Regions from separate parts of the Capra hircus genome. Here region 2 is linked to region 1. Evidence: chromatin contacts called from public Hi-C data. All regions are on one chromosome and are shown on one strand. Each heading gives the region's core, a stretch centred on a gene start, on an enhancer-like site or on the middle of the called end of the contact. The rest is flanking DNA. Distances are from core to core; before and after follow the strand shown.

Evidence for each region. Hi-C and Micro-C count contacts between places; a contact is called where the count stands out from the background.
Region 2: a contact with region 1 is called in a Hi-C map of blood, with 5 times the contacts expected there. The contact joins the enhancer-like site here to the promoter of LOC102174414 in region 1. A contact is called at or near these places in 2 of 5 Hi-C or Micro-C datasets (blood and liver).

Annotation. Positions count from the first base shown.
Region 1 is chr16:50,526,656-50,531,438 of ARS1.2, reverse strand. It overlaps LOC102174414 (chymotrypsin-like elastase family member 2A), which reads left to right and starts at 1,601. Exons shown (of 8, transcript XM_018060593.1): 1 at 1,601-1,655; 2 at 1,921-2,009. The coding sequence starts at 1,616.
Region 2 is chr16:50,643,460-50,647,825 of ARS1.2, reverse strand. FHAD1 (forkhead-associated domain-containing protein 1) reads left to right here. Exons shown (of 32, transcript XM_018060595.1): 12 at 517-600; 13 at 1,358-1,510; 14 at 3,245-3,440. Among named protein-coding and RNA genes, the nearest start is that of EFHD2, 80 kb to the right of the region's middle. Within about 2 kb of position 2,170, at least 1 of the 5 cell types and tissues checked has an H3K27ac peak or open chromatin away from gene starts, as enhancers often do.

The DNA of each region.
Region 1 (4,783 bases), core at 352-2,851:
AGTGACTGCTCAACTACAAACAAGAGCCCAAACTGTTGAAGAAGTTAGGGGTGGAGTTGGGACTAGAACCCAGGTATTCTGGCATCTAGCGCAATGGGATTCTACACCCCAGGCTCCCTCACCCTCCTCATGATTCTCGGCCAATTACGAATTTTTCCCACCCATATGACAATCCTGTAATCCAGGCCTGGATTGTTATTTAGGAAACTCAGGCCCAGTGACTTGTCTGTCCAAGCTGTAACACTCAGTTCTGACTCAATGAGGACTTGAACTCAAGTCTTAACAGTTCAAGTCCACTCTCTGCTCTGCCTTTCTGGCTGAGCAAAAGGTAGAATCTGTGGTCACAGGGCAGGTCTGTCTCACCAGAGCCTGGCTTTCCTGGAACTGTGCTCTGACCATAAGCAAGGAGAATGAAGTTTTAAGGAAGAATAAGAACGTCCATCAGGAAACCCTCGCTCCTTTTTCCCACCCATGCACCCTGCTACCCACCAAACACAAGGGGCTTATTGCAGCACTGGGAGGACATTTGAAATGCCACCTTCAGCATCCTCAAGTAAAGGAGCTTGGAAATCAGACCAGCCTATGTTGGAAGCCCCCTTGTGCCACTTTAAAAGCTGTGTAATCTTGAGCAAGTTCACTTTACTTCTCTGAAACTCAGCTTCTTCATTTGAAATATGGGACCTTTTGCTAGATTTCATAAGACTGAGGTTAGGTAAGACACGTGAGTGCATCTGACATGTATGTTGGGTCAGTGTCCGCCTCCTTTTCTAAGAAGTTCCTGCTTTGACCTCATTTGGAAGTTACTAGAGAAGTACAAACTGCTGTGGTCCTAGGAGGGGATGATAAATACTCTTGAGCCATCCCAATAAAGCCCTCCACAGCTGCCCATTCTGGGGCTGCCAAACCCCACCTGTTCAGGTAAGCACATTTTTCAAATCCTCACCATATCATTGCAAAACAGACTGGGCACACATTTCTCCCCTTGTTTCATAGATGGGCAGGCTCCAGGCCTTGAGACTTCTGTGGCTTATCCTAGGCCACCCAGCAAGCTGAGGTATGGCCTAGAACAGGCTTCCTCAACCTCGGTGCCACTGACAATTAAGGGGGAATCGTTCCTCGTTGTTACAGGCCCCTGTGCCTTTGTGGGGTATTTAGCAACATCTCTAGACTCTACCCAGTAGATGCCAACAGTACCCCATCCCCTGCCATAATAACCAAAAATGTCTCTGGACGTTGCCAAATGTCCCCTTGGTGGATAATACCAGCACTACTGAGGATCACTGGCCTAGAACTGTTTGTTCAGCATGCAACCTAATGTTTTATATGAAAACACAACTCCAAGGGCCAATATTTTTCTTCTTCTCATAACATATAATCTGTTGAAAGTGGATAGAACCCATATTTCAACATCCCTGTTTGGCATCTTTTTCCAAGTATTTCCAGGGTGTCAATTAGGGAAAATGGAAAAAGAATATTGGCCATGGGCCATTTTTCCATTGGGCTTTGAGAAAATCCCCATCTTGAATTTTCCTAGTATATCTCTGTCCGATAAGCCCACTCATAAAACCAGGGCCTTAGCCAGGGCCACACATATAGGACTCCTTACGGACACACCATGATCAGGGCCTTACTGCTGTCTACGCTGGTGGCTGGAGGTAAGCCCTGTCACCCAGAGGCACTTTTCCAGCCTCCTGGTAGAACTGAGGATGGGACCTCCCTGCACCCGCTGGGCTCAGTCCTGTGGTTGTAGGAAAGCTGGAGTGAAATTTCAGAAAAGAGCAACAAAGGGTAGGACTCTACAACCTGTAAGGATCCTTCTAGAACAGGGAAACTCTATTTGGGGGTTGGGAATTCAGGAAGTGTGGGGTAGATTGTTTGGGTCACTGCTCCCTGGGTTTACAACCCTTTCTCTTTCTACAGCTCTCAGCTGCGGGGTCCCCACTTACCCACCGCAACTGTCCAGAGTGGTTGGAGGTGAAGATGCAAGGCCCAACAGCTGGCCCTGGCAGGTGAGTCCCCCATACTCTACTTCTTGCCTCCTTGTCCTTACATACATAACATCAGCCCTTTACCCTCCACCACAGGGTCTATTGCACTGGCAAAAACGAGGATTGGTGGGGACTCAACGGGCAGGATGGGGGAATTCAACAATAAAAAATACATTTCTGTGCCCTTGGTCAACCTTGGGGGTGGAAGGAGAGGGGCCTTCTCTAACGAGGATAAAGATCTGCCCTAGCCCACAACCCATCCACACAAATTCACAAATACATTCTTTCTGTTAACCAATCAGATGCTTGCTTACAAATATACTGTTATCTGAAGATCCATTCATCACTCTCTATGCAAATATTCCTTGCTTTCAGGAACCAATCAGTGCTATTTTATGCAAATTAATTCTTGACTACAGGCAAATCAATGTTACCAATAAAGTAAATGCCTCCTTACCTTGAAATAATTCTAACAATAAGGTGACTAAAAATGCTGGGTGGGGCACAGGCACAAATTACTAGGACCTGTTAGTGGTAGGACTCATGAAAGAAATATGTGAAGCGTACACTGACATTAATAAATATAGTAAAATCTCTCTTATCTGACATGATTGGGATTGAGTAATAGGCTCAGTGGTAAAGAACCCGCCTGCCAATGCAGGAGACCTAGGTTCGATCCCTGGGTCAAGAAGATGCCCCAGAGAAAGAAATGGCAACCCACTTCAGTATTCTTGCCTGGGAAATCCCATGGACAGAGGAGCCTGGTGGGGTTACAGTCCATGGGGATGCAAAGAGTCAGACACGACTTAGCGACTAAACAACAAATTGAAAGATTGGTTATAGATAAATTATTAGAAATCACACATATCCTTTAAATACTTATTTAATTGAAAACTTATAAATATGCATTTAGTCACCAATCTATCTTGTATAAATCATCCCCACAATGTATCATCTGTAATTCCATTTCTTTAAAGTAGAGTAACTGACTATGAGATACTCAAGAAGCAATCTGACAGCCCTTCCAGATTGTGATGACCTTTTTTTCTCAATTTTTCAGTTTTTTCATCTATGCTTAATTCACAGCAATTTTTTAAAAGTCATAGTTATGTGGTCTCTTCCAAGCACTTACCTTAGTTTCCATGTAAACCACAGCTATCTTTTAGAACTCATATTTCATTGGTTACATATTTAATTAATACACATGATTACAATATGAGTACAACTGGCATACACAGGTTTGGGCGCAGAAAGGTTGAGTGGGGTGAGTTTACAATGTAAGGGAGTGCTCAGAGTGCCCATGCAGCCATCAGTAGGTTTCATGGAGGGAATGCAACATGCATTCATCCTCCCTTCAATTAGGAGAGCTTCAGTCTTAGAGAGCGACAGACAATTCACAATTTATGTATTGGATTGGCCATAGAATTCATTCAGATTTTTCTATAAGATGTTACCAAAAGAAAACCCAAACGAATTTTTTACCAACCCAGTACTTAGCTCTGTGCGCTTTTGCCAGTTCTTCTACTTTTCTCACACACTCTCAAAAATATATTTATTTTTTCTGGGAAGTTGGAAGAGGGGCCCTATACCTCCCCCTTAAGTAGAGGTCACCCTTGTGCTGAGAATCAATCAATGCTGCCTACCAAAATAACTCCTCACCCTCTGGACCATTTGCTCCACCTCTGTACCACTTGCTGATACAAACATATCCTTGCCTTGGGAACCAATTGATGCTAGTCTTAGAAGGGTCTCACTACACTTCCTGCTTCTGCTTCCCTAGGAGAATTTTTTAATCAGGATGGGTGGGCAGGTCAAGCAGGGTGGGGACCAGGGTGAGGCAAACGAGGCACTCACTTTGGGGGCAAAAGTTAAGGAAGCGCCACAAAACTCAGTAACCAAAATGAATTTTTAATGCAATATTTTTTTTAAAAATCAAACTTTACCATAATGAACAAAATATCAAAATTTTAAACAAATATAATTTGCTCTACATTGGCTGAGGGGTCTCTTCTGTTCCACACTCATCTCAAGATTATGATTCTAGGTCACAATCCACTAGACACCGGAAAATAAAGTGCTAGATGGTTTAAAATTAAAGTAGGGTGTGTAGGACTTCACTGGTGGCCCAGTGTTTAAAACTCCTCATCTCCACTGTAGGGGGCGTGGATTCTATCTCTGGGAGGGAATGAAGATCCCACATGCTGCAGGGCATAGACAAAAAAAAAGAGATAATAATAAAGTAGGATGTGTAAGTTTCCAAATAGATTCTGGAGCCAGACTATTCATGCTATGGCACATACTAGCGTACAAGTGAAGCAACTCAATTTACCTTTCTCAGTGAGTAATATTAAAAATACATGGCACCCCTTATGATGTGGACCATGTTGTACAAATTTCTATTCACTGCCTTATTTTATTCATCTGTAAAGTGGGAATAATAATAGTGCTTCATGAGATTACTGTGATTGTGATGTGAGCTTATTTACCCTCTGAGCTCAGAACAGTGTCTGGTATATGGTAAGTGTTCAAATTATTAGATATTTAAAGTGTTAGCTATTATGATTATTAATAATCCCAAGAGCCCCAGACAAGCATTATAATTCCCATTTTCTAGACAAGGTGACGGAGGCTCAGAAAAGTTATATAATTGCCCAAAGTGACCCAGTTAGCCTGGGGGAAAGTGCAGAGTCAAATTTGGTTTAACCTTTGCTCTTGTGGCCACACTTTGCTGCCCACAAATTGTATGTTTATACATTATTTCAAATTTTCACATTGGTAGGATGATTTCAGCCTAT
Region 2 (4,366 bases), core at 921-3,420, 120 kb before region 1:
GAGTGGCTCTTCTGAGGGCCTGAGACGTATGTGAGCTGCCCACGTGCATCGGCTGGGTTAGGCGGGCGTGCCTGAAAAGTCATTAAAACCTACCGTCCCCCTCTCTTGTGTGGGCATTGCCCCTTCCGGTGAGAGGTGAAGGTGTTAATAATCCGTTTGCGTGCGTGCTTAGTCACTTGGTCGTGACCAACTCTTTGCAACCCCATGGAGTATAGCCTGAGGGCTCCCCCATTCGTGCAATTTTTCAGGCAAGAATACTAGTTTGGGTTGCCATTTCCTACTCCAAGGGATCTTCCCAACCCAGGAGTCGTACCCACATCTCTTGTGGCTCCTGCATTGGCAGGCGGATTCTTTACCACTAGGACCACCTGGGAAGCCCCAACCATAGTGACCATTCATGGTGTGCAGAGCCTTCTAACCGATTTCTCCCAGACCCAGCAGTGGAAGTGCCTCCTCAAGCCTTGCGGCTGCAGCTGCACCACTCATTCCATCATCTTCCCTTTCTTTGTGCTGCAGCTGGAGCATTTCAGAAGTCAGGTCATCAAGGCCACCTACGGACGAGCGAAGCCGTTCCAGGACAAGCCCGTCTCCGATCAGCAGGTTCGTCTCTCTTCCCCACTTTCTTCCTCGGGGACCCGGGACTCCAGACACTGGGAACATATGTTTCTGTTTTTTGTTGGTGGCGCATATTTTTCACACTGTTGCTACACCATGAAGATTTGTTTTGATATTCTGGGATTTCCTGGCTTTTAGAGTAAAAGCCAGTTAAACTCCCTTGAAGGGTTTCTGTGAAAATCAAATGGAACCACCCAGGCCTATGTCTGGTCTCCAGGCCTGCATGGTCCAGCTCCGTTAGTCCCACGAGGAAAGAGCCTCGCTGTAGAGCAGGCATCCTGGCTCGCTTCTCCTGAAGAGGGCAGCCGGCAGCAAGGATGTGCCTTTGGCTGTAAGGACTGACTTGTTATTCTTCCGTTTGTCCCCTCCAACCCTGTGTCGGCACGCGGGTGAAAAATTCACACCATGGACTGCTCTCGGATAGCCTAGCCTTCTCTTTCGGGCACCACAGCATCAGGCTCAGCATGATGAATCACTCCCAGAGTTCTGAAGAATCTAGAACACACACAGGGCCACATGACAAGCCTTTGGCTCTTAAAAATCATCTCTGATCCTGGGAAACAAGCCCTGGTGACAGAGCTGACATTCCCTCCAGAGCCATCACCCAAACATGCCAGGACCTCCCTCCCTAACCCTGCAGAGATGGGAGCTCAAGCCCATGCCCTCCCCCAACCCAGAGCCCCTCCCGCCAGAGCCACCCTGCAATGTCAATCTTTTTGTGTGTGTGTCTTTTTCCCATTAGTTAATAGAGAAGATCACCCAGGTCACTGAGGACAACATCAACTTTCAGCAGAAAAAGTGGACCCTGCAGAAGGAGACCCAGCTCGGCCTCTGCAGACAGGAGGAGGTCGCAGACAGCGTTGAGAAGCTGAAGAAGGCCTTAGACAGTTGCCAGGTGCCCTCCTCCACTTCTCACCCGTGCCCCCCATGGCTCACGTTGTGGTCCTTGTTCAGGAAATCGTCCGGTTCTGCTTTTCTGCCCACCTTCTCTCTTGCTGGAGAAATTTGTTTGAGGTAGAAAACAAAGGACCTCAAAAACTGCCTCCCAGGTGAAATTGGTGTGGCCAAGAAAAAGCTGCCTGACACTCCCCTTCGGGAGGCCCCTGGACCTCAGGGGAAGAAATGTTGTTGTTCAGTCACTCAGTCGTGTCTGGCTCTTTGAGACCCAGTGGACTGCAGCACGCCAGACTTCGCTGTCCTTCACCGTCTCCTGAAGTTTGTTCAAATTCATGTCCGTTAAGTCAGTGATGCCATCCAACCATCTAATCCTCTGTCACCTCCTTCTCCTCTTGCTCTCAAAATAGCCCTGGGTTATTTCCAGAGAAACCAAGAAAACATCCTGCTCTTTATTTGCGTTTTTCTTTTTTGTCCCAGCAATGGAAAGGCTGCTCCTACCCTAGTCGCCTTTGACTCTGGAGGAGACAAGACTGGTTCTGACCGACCCCCGCCCCCCACCTCCCAGCCCCCACCCGGAAAACCAGCTTTATCAGAGCAGGCAGCTGCTTCTGCTTTCTCTGGAAATAAGCAGCTGCTATTTGGGGAGTCTGTGAATGTTGGCTTGTCAGCACTTTTTCAAGCCAGGAAATCGGACTTTCTGACCAGCTTATGTGTTGATCTTAGCAGGAATTTTGTAGCCAACTTTGGTTCTCATTTCAGCCAAATCGTCCTTAGCAATTTGGCTTTGGAATTGCCTGTGCCTAAACACGGGATCTCTTCCTTTCTCTGTTTTTTTTTTCTTTAATTTTGTTTATTGGCTGCACCAGATATTATTTGCAGCATGTGGGACCTTCAATCTTCATTGCTGCATATGAGATTTTTTAGTTGTGGCACGTGGGATCTAGTATTGGAAACACGGAGTTTTCACCACTGGACCACCACGGAAATCCCTTGTTTTGGCTTTTATTTTATATTGGGGTATAGCTGATTATATCTTGGGCTTCCCTTGTGGCTTAGCTCATAAAGAATCTGCCTGGAATGCGGGAGACCTGGGTTCGATCCCTGGGTTGGGATAATCCACTGGAGAAGGGAAAGGCTTCCCACTCCAGTATTCTGGCCTGGAGAATTCCGTGGACTGTATAGTCCATGGGGTCGCAAAGAGTCGGACACAGCTGAGCAACTTTCACTTTCATAGCTGATTAACACACCATGTTGTGGTAGTTTCAGGTGAACACCGAAGGGACTCAGCCATCCATATACATGCATCCATTCTCCCCCAAACTCCCCTCCCATCCAGGCTGCCACATAACTTTGAGAGAGTTCCATGTGCTGTACAGTAGATGCTTGTTGGCTATCCATTTTAAATATAGCAGTGTGTACATAGCATCCCCAACTCCCTAACTATCCCTTCCCTCCATAAGGGGTTGCTGTCCCCCCAGCAACCATAAATTCATTCTCTAAGTCTGTAAACATGGGGTCTATTTGACCATCGGAAGTCCCAACTAAAGTACACATGAAATAAAAGCTGCCCCCTCGTCCCACTCACCCCCTAAAAAGCAACTAGAAGTGGGCCATCCCAGGGCACTTCCTGCTTCAAGAACACGTCAAGAACACCACTCTCTGCAGGTCATGGTGGCCGGGTGCTATTTCTGGCAACGGTGCCCTGGCTCCTCACGACCTCATCTGTTTCCAGGCTTGCATGAAGACATCATGCTGCAGCAACGACCTGAGGAAGGAGGTCAGCTTCCTGCAGCACCTGCAGGTGAGCCCACCTGTCTCAGGGCTCCAGAAGGTGTCACTGGACATCCTGCGCCTGTCACTGTCCTGGCTGGAGGAGACAGAGCACCTTCTGCAAGACGTGGGCATCCAGTTCTCCAGCACCAACAAAGGTAATGGCAGCCCTCTTCTCCTGTAGTTGCATGACTGAAATGTCGCGTCAAATCTGATCGCGATGGGACATCTGTTGAGGGAGGCTTCTTGTTGGGTGTGCGGCCAAGCGTTCCCTTCTCCAGACTTAACTCCGCTTCACCACTTGAGAAGTGATGTTCCAGGAAAAGAGTATACACAAGTGAGACATGACTGCTGGAGAAAAATGAGATGTGACAGAGGCAATAGGAAGAAGCAAAATTATGCCAAATCTTCTCTCTTAGAAGTTACCACATATATATAAAAAGACACTGTTTTTAGAGCAGTTTTGGCTTCACAGCAAAATTGAAAGGATGATATGGAGATTTCCGAGGTACCCTCCATTGCCACTCATGCACAGCCCCCCAGTTATCAACATCAGCACCAGAGAGGTACAACTGTTGCAGCTGATGAACCTACATGGACACATCGTAATCACCCAAAGCCCATGGTTTACATTGGAAAGAAAAGTGAAAGTTGCTTAGTCGTGTCCAACTCTTTGTGACCCCATGGACTATACAGTCCATGGAATTTTCCAGGCCAGCATGCTGAAGTTGGTAGCCTTTCCCTTCTCCAGGGGATCTTCCCAACCCAGGGACTGAACCTAGGTCTCCCACATTGTGGGGAGAGGGGGGGAATTCTTTACCAGCTGAGCCATAAGGGAAACCCAAGAATACTGGAGTGGGTAGCCTATTCCTTCTCCAATGGATCTTCCCCACCCAGGAATAGAACCTGGGTCTCCTGCATTGCAGGTGGATTCTTAACTAACTGAGCTATCAGGGGAGCAGTCAGGTTTACTTTGGGGTTCACTCTTTTTCATTTTAATTTTACTGGAGGAGTGTAGTTGATCTGCAGTGTTGTGTGGGGTTTACTCTTGCACATTCTATGGATTTGGGCTTGGACAAATGTG